Regions from separate parts of the Sus scrofa genome. Here region 2 is linked to region 1. The links are chromatin contacts, called in public Hi-C maps. All regions are on one chromosome and are shown on one strand. The core of a region is the stretch at or near the end of the contact, and the rest is flanking DNA. Distances in the headings are between cores, read along the strand shown. Region 1 holds the start of ST8SIA1 (alpha-N-acetylneuraminide alpha-2,8-sialyltransferase). Region 2 holds the start of CMAS (N-acylneuraminate cytidylyltransferase).

The links. Hi-C and Micro-C count contacts between places; a contact is called where the count stands out from the background.
Region 2: a Hi-C map of liver shows a contact between it and region 1, with 4 times the contacts expected there. The contact joins the promoter of CMAS here to the promoter of ST8SIA1 in region 1. A contact is called at or near these places in 2 of 5 promoter capture datasets (fetal liver and liver), 1 of 47 Hi-C or Micro-C datasets (liver) and 1 of 2 datasets of contacts at active chromatin or transcription factors (skeletal muscle).

What each region holds. Positions count from the first base shown.
Region 1 is chr5:51,209,699-51,215,883 of Sscrofa11.1, forward strand. It overlaps ST8SIA1 (alpha-N-acetylneuraminide alpha-2,8-sialyltransferase), which reads left to right and starts at 1,614. Exons shown (of 6, transcript XM_021092233.1): 1 at 1,614-2,530. The coding sequence starts at 2,295.
Region 2 is chr5:51,454,390-51,459,823 of Sscrofa11.1, forward strand. It overlaps CMAS (N-acylneuraminate cytidylyltransferase), which reads right to left and starts at 4,142. Exons shown (of 8, transcript XM_003126433.5): 1 at 3,770-4,142. The coding sequence starts at 4,029.

The DNA of each region.
Region 1 (6,185 bases), core at 364-2,863:
CGACAAACTAAGAGAATCAGTTTTCAAATGAGGGAAAAACAGCACAACGCATCATGAAAGTCCCTCTATTTAAAGCACAATTTTACTGCATTGTTTATGACGTTAAATGGGGAAATATTTACATAGCCCCTTCATAACTGCAACATGTTGGTTGTTGTCTTATGTATTTGTTATTTCCTCCACAAGTATCCCGTGGATCAGGGGAAGGGAAGAGACACTGGGATAGTTTGTGTTCTATTTAAATTACAGGAACAAAGGAGGCACATGGTTTATCCAAAGCCTGGCCACTATGGCAAAGTTTTCCTTGGTGCCCCCACAACCCCCTTCCAAGAACAGAAGAGAGTGCGATGTTCACTTTGCAGAACTTCAGGTAATCTTCATTTCAAAGAATCTCTATCAGGGTCCACTGTGGTAAGATGTGACTTTGGGATTTTACGCTTTCTCTTCTCTCCTGATTTACCCAAGAGGAGAGACCTCTGGGGCATGCTTGCCGGTGGAAAGCAGTGGGTAATTCTTCCAAGAGTGAGGAATGAGACTATTGTGGTCGTTGGGCTGTTTTTAGTAAATAACTTTCCATCAACTTCTCAAGTTCCATCTCTCAATGGAGAAAGATGCTGGAGAAAGAGGTACCAGGCCACGGAGCAGTCAGGGTAGGTTCGAGGGACAGTGCAGGCTGGTCGTTTGAGCAAGTGGAGCTGTGTCCTTAGATTTTGGTTTTGTGACAACGAAGGAGACCTGGTTAGTAGGCTGCTTGGTTTCTTTGTCCCTGCACACTTTACGTTTGACGAGATGCTTAAGCAAATAGAATGAGCGACCGCTAGGAGGTAGCCGAGCTATTCGTCGGTGAGCAGAAATGGCTAACTGTGAGTCCCTGGGCACCGCCGGTCCAGGCGGGCGGCTCTTTTCCAAGGTCGGCTCAGCGATGAGCTTGCGGGTGGAGCAAGAAAGACGTCGAAGAACAAACGGCCTTTACATCTAAAGGGCAGAGGAGGCGACCGCTCCTCCAAGGCATTGCCATGTCCCGAGGTCTGCTCGTTTGGGCACCAGCTGCCTGCACATCTGGATGCAGCAGCGCCTTTCCCCGCAGGGCGGAGGCGAGACGGAGGACCCCTGTGTGCACGCACCTCCCCGTGAGCGCGCGTGCAGGCCCATGAGCGTGTGTCGGAGTGTGTGCACGCGCGCGCGCGCGCACGGGTGGCGCTGGAGCCGCGGCTCGGGACCGGAGAATGGGGGCTGGGGCCCAGGAAGGAATAAATCTCCGCGGGCCTTCTCGTGCCTCACTGCGGGGTTAATAACCAACCAGTTAGAGAGAGCGAAGGGTGACGGCGGCAGGGTGACAGCCCTGGCACGCCGGCCGGCTGCGTGTCGGAGGGTCAGGTTATCAGCCAGTCTCGGTTATACTCAAGAATTTGTGTATATGCATTTGGGCGGGGGAGGGAGGGGCTGTTATTTGTTTTATTGTTTGCCCCTATCTCCGGGAGACAAGGGCGGGAGAGAGGCGCGCGCGCCAGCCGAGCGTCGCGGATCTGAACGGGTCGAAGGAGGCAATTTCGCGGGTGGGGGAGGGAGGGGAGACCTTGATTTCCACCAATCCCCGGGCGTTTGTCTGCGAAGTCCCGGGCGCAGCGGAAGGCTGCGGCGCGCCGCTGAATTAACTGATGAGAACGAGTTCTTTTCTTCTCTGGGAGGGGTGCGGAGTGGGGGTCCTGGCGGACAAGGCGGAGAAGCCCGGGGCGGGCTAGCGGTCCCGGACCGCCGTGGAAATTTCCAAGGACTTGGCGCGGCGCGGGGAGCGCGTCTTGGGGGGGTGGGGGGTGCCTGGCGGCGCAGCAGCGCGGAAGGCGGGGAGAGACGGCGAAGGGCGCAGGAGCATCGTTGAGGAAGGCACGCCGCGGGCCAAATGTCTGAGAGGGAGCCGAACCTTCTCCCGGACCCTTGCCGAGGGCGACGGTGATGCTGCAGAACCCGCGGGAGCGACTCAGCGCCGCTGCTCGCCGCGCTCTAGGAGACCTCGGCGCCCGCCTTCTGCAGGGGAAGCGACCGCGGCTGTAGCTCGTGACTTGCTCCCAGGTCACTTCCCCCAAGAAAGAAATCCTTGAAAAAGTTGCATTGGAAAAAAAATCTTTGCGCTGACCTTTGGGGCCGTGGGCGCCGAGGGAGCGTGCGTGCTAGTGCCAGCAAGAAAGCGAAAGGTGTGTGCATGGGGGGCCGGCGGTGGGGGGACCCTCCGCTGCCCCTGCGCCTAGCGTTGTGCTGAGGCTCCCCTTCTCGCCCGCCGGGACCCCGGGGCTGAGATGAGCCCCTGCGGGCGGGCCCGGCGACACACGTCCCGAGGGGCCATGGCCGTCCTGGCGTGGAAGTTCCCGCGGACCCGGCTGCCTGTGGGAGCCAGTGCCCTCTGCGTCGTGGTCCTCTGTTGGCTCTACATCTTTCCCGTCTACCGGCTGCCTAACGAGAAGGAGATCGTGCAGGGGGTGCTGCAACAGGGCACGGCGTGGAGGAGGAATGAGACGGCGGCCAGAGTCTTCAGGTACTCCTGCCCTCGCGGCTCCACCGCGCTCGTGTCCTTTCCTCCCGGGGCGCCGAGGCCAGGGTCACGGGCGAGGACCGTCTCGCAGAGGCCCTTTCATCCAGCCCTTCTTGTCCCACTCCCTTTCTTTGTCGTTCCCAGCCTGGAGACATTAGTCAAGGGCCCTTCCCCAGCCCTTACCCCAGGAGCTGGGCAGACACCTGCTTGGGCCACGTAAAGTCTGTACGCATTTCTTCCCAAGCCCGAGTTGTATTCAGCGATTTGCCAGTAACCCATGGGAAGAAGAATCCAGGCTAACTTTGTCCCTTGAACTTAATGAGAATGTATCTCTTGAGCTCTGCTGACGTCTGAAGCTATGGAGAACTAGGAGCAGGTGCCGGGCGTCTTCCTAGGGTTTGGTGAATGATTGGTAATATCAATCAGTAATGAGGGAGTCAATGGGCAAGTCTTGGGCAGGGAAAACATGGACACCCAGCCCGGCTCCCGCTGCTTTGTCCGTGCGCTCATAACAAACACAGGGCACTTACTGACTAAAAGCCAGGCACTGGGTGGTTTTTATTGGAGCCTCTGACAACTTTCTAAAAACAGATAGTATATCCCCCTCTCACCAGCCACAAACTGAGTCTTCACAAGGAGGAGTTACTTCTCCAAGGTCATGCACCTCTGAAGGATGGGATCTCGAATTTTTGTCACAGAAGGCTCTGAAACTCCCAGCTCTTTTTCTTGACTTAGACTGTGGATGCCTTCTGGAAGCTGGGAGATGTGGTTTAGGCCAGGACTTGAAATCAGAAAACAAACACAAAAACGAAAACCAGGGTGGAAATCAGAACTCTGGGGATCACTCAGATTCAGAAAGGAGTTTCCCTTCCCTTCTGGAATTTCAGCTGAAGTGTCTAAAAATAAGTTCTTGGCAGCAGGGGTCTGGCTGGTGAGATTGGAGGTGAGGCAGGGCTGCTTCCCCTTCCTCTTTGCCTTCCTGGTCACGTTGAGGGGACACCCTGGTGCTCCTCCCTCTGTCACGTGCCCCTTTCACCTTCAGTCCCTTCAGCTGAAGATGCTGCGGTTGGCTCTTCCTGTGATTGTCCATTGCCTGGGGTGGGGGTGGGGTATGGAGTGCTTTCCTTTGCTCTGCATAGGCTCTTTCCAAGTGGTCTATGGGCAGCTGAGAGCCAGCTTAAACATTTTCCCAACTGTTAGTTACCCATGTTCAGAACATCTATAAATTAAAAACACAAACTTTTCAAACATATGGTTTCCCTTTCTTTCTCAGGCCCGCTGCTGGAAAGAAGGGCGAAGAGATAATAGTCCATCCTTGCAGGCGGAAGGCAGCTGAATGCTCCTTTAAACTGGGAGGGGAGACTTTCCTTCTCTCTTTTTTTAGAATTCTGCTATCAAGTTTAAAAATAACCCCAACTCCCCTTAAAGGTACATAAGGGCTCATTTTCCCTCACCTTCATGGTATTGATGGTTGGACTCAAAAGCACCCATAAGGCAGAGTATCCAGCAATTCTAAAGACAGAGAGCACTTTCATTTCCAGTAATACAAGGAAATGAGTTAAGAACTTCCCATTGGTTTGCAATGGAAGAGCTCCCCACTTTTTTTTTTTTTTTGTATAGAAGGAGGAATAATGAAGCTCTGTTAGAGAAGAGATTTCTTTTGGAGCACAGAATCAAGTGGAAAATGGTTCATATCTGAGAAACCCAGGCTGGTTGTTTCCGAGATACACTTGCCCCTTGCTATCTGTAGTCCGGGGTTAATTCTCAGTGTGCTTGGCTGGCATTTGGTCTCATCTCTGTGCAGAAAATTACTTATGAAAATCCATACACTAGAAAAACTGCCTAAACACATACCCCTCAAAGTGAGTGTGTGTAAGCCTGGGTAAGAGGCTCCCTTGGGCATGGAAAAGAGTTTGGGCTTCGGAGTAGAATCCTGACATTTCAGACTGACCGTGCCATGGCTAGGTAAACAGCAGAGTGTCTTTGGGATGTTACTCTGAGTTTTCATTTCCTTATGTACAGATGGAGATAATAACATCTATCTTGCAGGGTTAGTGTAAAGTTTAAATTAAAAAAACTGATGCCAAGTGTCTGGCGCTTATAACCAGTCAATGGTGTCCTTCTAATTGTTATAAATTGTAAGTTGTATATGTTAAGAATTTGGAATATTCACTTGCCAGATTCACAGAGAAGCATCATTGGCTTCCCCTTGTGCCTCCCCCCCGCCACTTAAGCTAATGCACAAGGATGAGGAAATCAAAAGATAGTCAAAGCATCATGGTTTGTTAAGTCAAGTTTTTTTTTTTTTTTTTACTCTGCACATTTAATTGTTTTTCACATCTAGATCGTTAATATATGGGGTAGTAGTGTACATTTGTTAAATATGAGATGGGTCAGCCAGAAGCCTTTATTGCGTTACGGAGACACAGCCTTGACAAACAGATACCTCTGTTTTCCAGCCCGGAATATCCTGTACACAACTTCAAACACATATACATAAATGTACAATATGCACTTATGTGTGGGGATATGGGCACATTTATTCATAAACCATGGAACGATGTATGTATATGTACAAATATATGTATATTCACATATATATGCACACCTACAAATAATTGCCATCAGTCAGTTGACTAATACTTAACGAGTGACTATAATGCACCAGAGATGAGTGAAGGCCTGGGGAATGGCAGTAAACAGGATGGACTGATTGCTTCCTCTGCGACAGCTCACCTCCTCCTAGGGAATGACTGACAAAAACAAATGAATAAGGAAATGTGATGGTTTAGTATTGTAAGATGCTATGAGGATTAAAAAAAAAAGTGTTTCAGTATGTTTATAAGCATCCACATTTCACATTCCATTTTGCCCTTGGTGCTTCCATTTCCTTTTGTAATTTTATTCTTCTCCAAGCTCAGAACTTAAGTGCTGACTTCTCAGGGGTGGACATTGACAATGGCTCAGTGGAGAATGGCAAGAAAGTAACAGCACTGCAAGAATTTTGCTAAATAGGAAGTTCTCCTATCATCCAGGTAGCGATAGAAAGATAAAGAAAACAATTTACCCTATCTTTGAGACACTTAAGAAAGTTTATAGGCAACTCTTGTTTGGGTAGTCAAATGGTATGATTAGGTAGTCAAATGGTATGAGGAAATGCCAAACCACAGTGGCATTTGTCTTTTCTTATCCATTTTGTTTGTTTCTCAAAAATGAACTTGAGCTCAGAATTTATGTGCAAGGCTTTATTCTTGACACCTGAGATGGTAATGACAACAAAACCAACAAATGATTAGGCTCCTGTCAGGTGCATGGCACTAGGCTAAGAGTTTTAAATGCACTGTCTGATTTAATTCTCCTAACAACGTTGTGTAAATGGGCACATTATTATCTACTTTTACAAAGATGAACATGCCCTTGTCCCTGCCATCAAGTGACTTGATACCATTTCATGGGACAGGCGTATATGCATATAATTAACTAACCAACTGACAATAGGGCCATCAAAGAGAGGCGGCATAGCAGAATGAAAAGCTTAGGGACTGGGGGGTCTGTCAGCACATGGTTTCTAGTTGTATAACCATTGGCAAGTTCAACTCTCAGAGCTTCACTCTCTCCACTTATAAAATGGGGTCTGTCATCATTTCTCACAAGTTTA
Region 2 (5,434 bases), core at 2,892-5,391, 250 kb after region 1:
GAATGAATGAAACAGTAAATGTTAAGAACATGGGCTCGGAAGGAAGGGGTTCAAATCCTGACACCCCAGGCCAAATCCATAATTTCCCTAAGCCTCAATTTTCAGGAAAACAGAGGTGATGATAGTAATTACCTAACATGGTCGTTATGGGAATTAAATAGAAACCACGGGAGTTCCCGTCGTGGCGCAGTGGTTAACGAATCCGACTAGGAACCTTGAGGTTGCGGGTTCGATCCCTGCCCTTGCTCAGTGGGTTAACGATCCGGCGTTGCCGTGAGCTGTGGTATAGGTTGCAGACGCGGCTCGGATCCCACGTTGCTGTGGCTCTGGCGTAGGCCGGTGGCTACAGCTCCGATTGGACCCCTAGCCTGGGAACCTCCATATGCCGCTGGAGCGGCCCAAGAGATAAAAAAAAAAAAAAAAAAAAAAAAAAAAAAAAAAAAAAAAAAAAAAAAAAAAAAGAAACCACAATACGAAATGAACATTGAATAAATATTAGCTATTGAAAATAATAAAGTAGGAACGGTAATGAAGGACTATCTACAGTCTCATTTAATCCTCATACTGTTAGAAAGAAAAGTTAAAAGTTCTGCTTTCAGACCTTCAAAGGTCCAAACGTCTAATCTGTATGTATTATGTAACGCAATGGCACTATGACTATGAGAGCAGCACCCTATAGGTACACTTAAAATACAATGATCATCATTATTAAAGGGAGTAAGTAAGCCAATCACTTTCCTTTGGCTTTGGGACATCAGATGAGGGAGGGCAAAAGAAAAAGAATGAGCAAGTGAACAAACAGGTCTCATAAGAATTTACAATCAATATCAAGTAAATGTCAAAATCTAATGCCAATGGCATTAGCCTCAAGTGAATTCATACGACCTCTAACAGGATTAACAGGAGTATCAACCGTGATCTCTGTGACAGTTACTTCAAATCATAAACTGCCATTTCAAGGACAACACATGATAGGCCTTTCATTAATCATCGAGCCATGCCCTAGAAATAAAACTAAAACGTATTTACTTTTCACAAGGGTGTTAGGCAACACCTTAAAAAAATCAATTCAACCTGAGATTTACTTACACAACACTCACTGTTGAAAAAACTAAGCTCTTACAAACTCAGCTCTAACAATAACTTTTACAAAATGAAAATAATATTATTTCAGCACTTTTCTTGACTGGTTAATCCAAGGTGGTACGCAAAGTTAGCCACCTTCAAAGTATTGTTAGCTCTGATTCTCAGCAGGTCAGAAAACACAATTAAGTCAAATCATGATTTTGAACAAAATACTCTCCAAGGCCAAGGTATCTTCCAGCCTTGAAAAACACAAATCAGGCAGCTACAGTTTTCTCCAATTTCTTCATAGGGTAAATATTTGCTGAAGAAAGCTAAGTAGAGGGTGAGAAGCAGGAGGGCCGCTCCAAACTGTGGCTACAGCTGTAGAGTAAGTCAGTTAAGTTCAAACCTACCACATCTGGGTGGCAGATTACACCACAAAGGGCAGAGAAGGGATTTATAATGGCAAACTTTCTATTTATTTTTACTTTTTGTCTTTTCTAGGGCCACACCTGCACCCACACCATATGGAGGTTCCCAGGCTAGGGATCGAATTGGAGCTGAAGCTACTGGCTTACACCACAGCCACAGCAACAAGGAATCTCAGCCGCATCTTCGACCTGCACCACAGCTCATGGCAACACTGGATCTTTAAACCACTTATTGAGGCCAGGGATCGAACCTGTGTCCTCATGGATGCTAGCCAGTTTTGCTTCCGTTGAGCCAGGACAGGGAACTCCTGCAACTGCAGGCTTTCTAAAGTAACTGCTGCAAGAGGGTGTTCAGGGGCTATCTGTCAGAACAAAGTTAAATTCTCCTGGCAGCATTAAGCAGGCATTTTGTAGGGGGACGAGGATCATCCTTCAACTGCTGGAAATCATGCTAGAATTTGGCTGAACACAGGGGGGTTGAATGGAATTGTTATGTGTGGAAAGTTCTGCAGTTCTCAGCACAACCACCTTGATACCACACAGGGAGAGAGCCCATCTAGAAGAACCAAGATACAGCAGATTATGGTGACCAAGTGCACTACCCCCTTACTTTTTCTTAAAAATATGTATCACCATCTGATACAAAATATATTAACTTCTTTGCATAGTAACTGTCTCTCCCTATTACAGTGCAAGCTCCATGAACCTAGGGACTGCTATAACCCCTGGTTAGGGACACAAAATAGTGTCTGTTAAGTAGTAGGTAGCCAATAAATATTTGCTAAATAAATGAATCACTTTTGCCCTTGAATCTGACTGAATCTCAAACAAGCCTTACCCTTTTTTGGTTAAGCCAGTTTGAAAGGGGTTTCCTGACCTATGCAACCAAAGTCATAAATGAGTTCTGTTCTCAATCCATTATGAATGCGATTTTGATCTCTAGTTCACTTCACAAATACAGGATTTTACCACATTGCTGTTGCCTGGATGCACCTTCTCCAGGTCCATCCCCCACCCCCGTTTTTTTCCCTTCAGTGTGTATCCTCTGTAAAGAGGTAAAAAAGTCGGAGAACTTCACAAGAACCATGTCACATTCATCCTGGTATTCTCTTGGATGGACGGGGTTGTATGGCTGAAAACAGGGCTGTGTTTACTGAACTGAACCAAATCCCCAAGTATTTCCCTATCTCTCCTTTGCACATTTCCTGTTACATGAGGGTTATCTTCTGTGCTCTGGCTCCTGTTTACCTTGCACCACCCAGTACTATCTTTGGATTAAAACATTAAGAAAATTAGTAAACTTAAACTTTTTTGGTATCTCCTTTGGAAACAAAATCGGTTAAATGAAAACCATTTATCCATATGTTAATAAGGGTAATGAATATACTCCAAAACCAGCCATCTCTTTAAAAAAACCCAAGCCCAAATATCAAAAGGTGAAAATAATTTACTTTCCACTGTAACAAATTCAATCATAATTAGGCTGAAATTACCATGTGTAAATTCATTCTTGGCACAGAATTCTCTCTCTCTTCTTTTATGAATGACATCAGCTTGTAACTCCTGACCAATATGGCATATGGCCATTCCTCTAAATGATGCACAATTAAAACTGTCCTTAGGGCAAACGAGGCTCCAAAGGTATAATGAAACCATTTATAAGCATTTCATCCAACAGTCCAGGGGTGCGCTTTCCCACTGTCTCTCACATAGGTACAAATGTAGGGAGCGTTCTAGATAGTGCTGACTCACAGGCAGATAGCTTTTTCCCAAAGGTCAGGAAAGGATCGCCAAGCTAAGCTGGAAATTGGAAAAGCCTTAACACCCCACTCCATTCATGAACCTGATGCTTCCTCAATCGATCAGCACCAAGTGGGTATCAGGAGCTGAGCAACAGGGGAAAGCCAATGGCCTCTGTTTAAAGGAGTTCACAAATTATCGTAGACGTTTCAGAAGGGTGGCCTCCTTTCCTTTACCCAATGAGGTCAAATCGGGCGGCGCAAACGGTTGAGTAGGGGAAATCTCCTCATTTACGGATGTTATTCTCAAGGGCGGGGACAGGAACTGTCTCAAGTTCACGGCTATTAGCGGCCAAGGAACAAGGAAGAAGCTGGAGCCCTTCCTCCCTGGGCTGTCAGCCTGGGCCCGGACACCCCGAATCTTGCACAACCCTTCCATGGGCCACAGCCCCACGAGCCACTGCCCCGCCAGCGGCCCGGCTCCCCCTCGCGACCCCCTCCCAGGCCGCACCGCCCACTTTCGCACATGCGCACCTCTGGAAGACCCCCGAATCCAGGGCCGCACGCAGGACCCAGCCAATGAGTGGGACCCCCGCCAGGTGCTTAATGTTCTTCAGGGGGATGCCCTTGCTGCCGCCCCGGGCCAGGATCAGGGCCGCCAGGTGCGGGGGCTTCTCTACCCCTCGGCCCTGGCCGCCGCGGGAGTTGCGTTGCAGCTTCGGCGGCCGGCCCCGGGAGGGCCGCCCCCGTGGGTTGGAGACAGAGGTGGCGGCCCCCTTCTCCACTGAGTCCATCTTCCTCCCACGCCTTCTCCCCAGCTTCTCCACATCCGGGAGCTCGTCTCGCCGCCTCAGCTCGGCGCCGCCCGATCTCCCCGCCCGGCCACCCGCGGGGGTGGGGTGGGGTGGGAGTGGTTGTTCCCGGCCCCACCCACCGCCACGTCCTTCACCCTTGTGGGGCATGCTGGGGATTGTAGTCCGCGGGTAGTTCGTGGGGTCCTGGAGACACTTTAGGCTCTGCCTGGGGTCCACCAGGGCGACCGCAAACCCAAGTCAGGCAGTGACAGGCAGTCACAACCGGGAGGCACTGCATCTTCTGGGGGGCTTGATATTGTATGGAGATTTCTAAAATAGTGCATCTAGATGACCGATCTTTTGCTAAAGAGCGTCCCCATTTAGGAATTGTAGTAAGTTTCCCCCTGCAGGGCCTGATGAACCCTAACACAAATCAATTTATACTTTAAAATTTATATTTGAAGTGTACCTCTTTCTGCAGTGCCCCTGACTCGTTGTTTGCAAGAGATTACCTCATTGTCCTCCAGTCACCTTAAATTCAATATTTTAAAAACAACTCTCCATGTGTCCTCAAACTGCTTCTACCTCTGCATTTTCTGTCTTTTTTTTTAAATTGAGGCATAATTGGCATATAACATATTAGTTGCAGGTGTACAATGCAATGATTTGATATTTGTATGTATTGCAAAATGATCACTGCAATAGGTCTAGTTAACATTTCTGTGAACATTTCCATCGACATTTTCTATCAACAGTATCTCCCCATCTAAGTGGAAAAAACTAGGAAGCTGACCTTAACTATTCCCTTCTAATGTAGTAGACAACTATTGTTGTTTGTTTTTGTTTTTGGACTCCCAGAAATATTTTCCTTTCAGGAATTTTTACCTCTTTGACCTGGTGGGTGTTTCAAATCCTCAGCGTTGTAGTAGTGGGTGTGGGACCCAAGTTGGTCAGTCTCATCTTCCTGGACACAGTTGTGGTCGAGGGACAGGCCTATGACCAAGCAGAGCCCACAATCTGGGAAGGAAAGATTTTTTTTTCTTGCTGAATTTTTGGGTGCTCAGAACCCTGTAAACCTGAAAACTCAGGGCAGGATGAGGAAAGGCTGGTGGTGGGGGTTTTGTTCTGAAATTGGCTGGGAGACTGATGTTCACACAAAAGAAATTAGGGACAAGAGATGAAGGGAGAAGAGAGAAGGAGTCCTATGACATCATTTCAAGCTCTTGATCCCGCTGAAAATTTCAAAGGTGTGCATGGGCGCGTGCGCACACGCACACACACACACACACACACACACACACACACCTCTTTTGTAATAGTTCTTTTAGGAAGGCATCTCCTACTTAATATGCATTTTATCTTTCACTACTTTTGCAAGCCTGTTTTGGAAGCAGAGAGTCTCCTT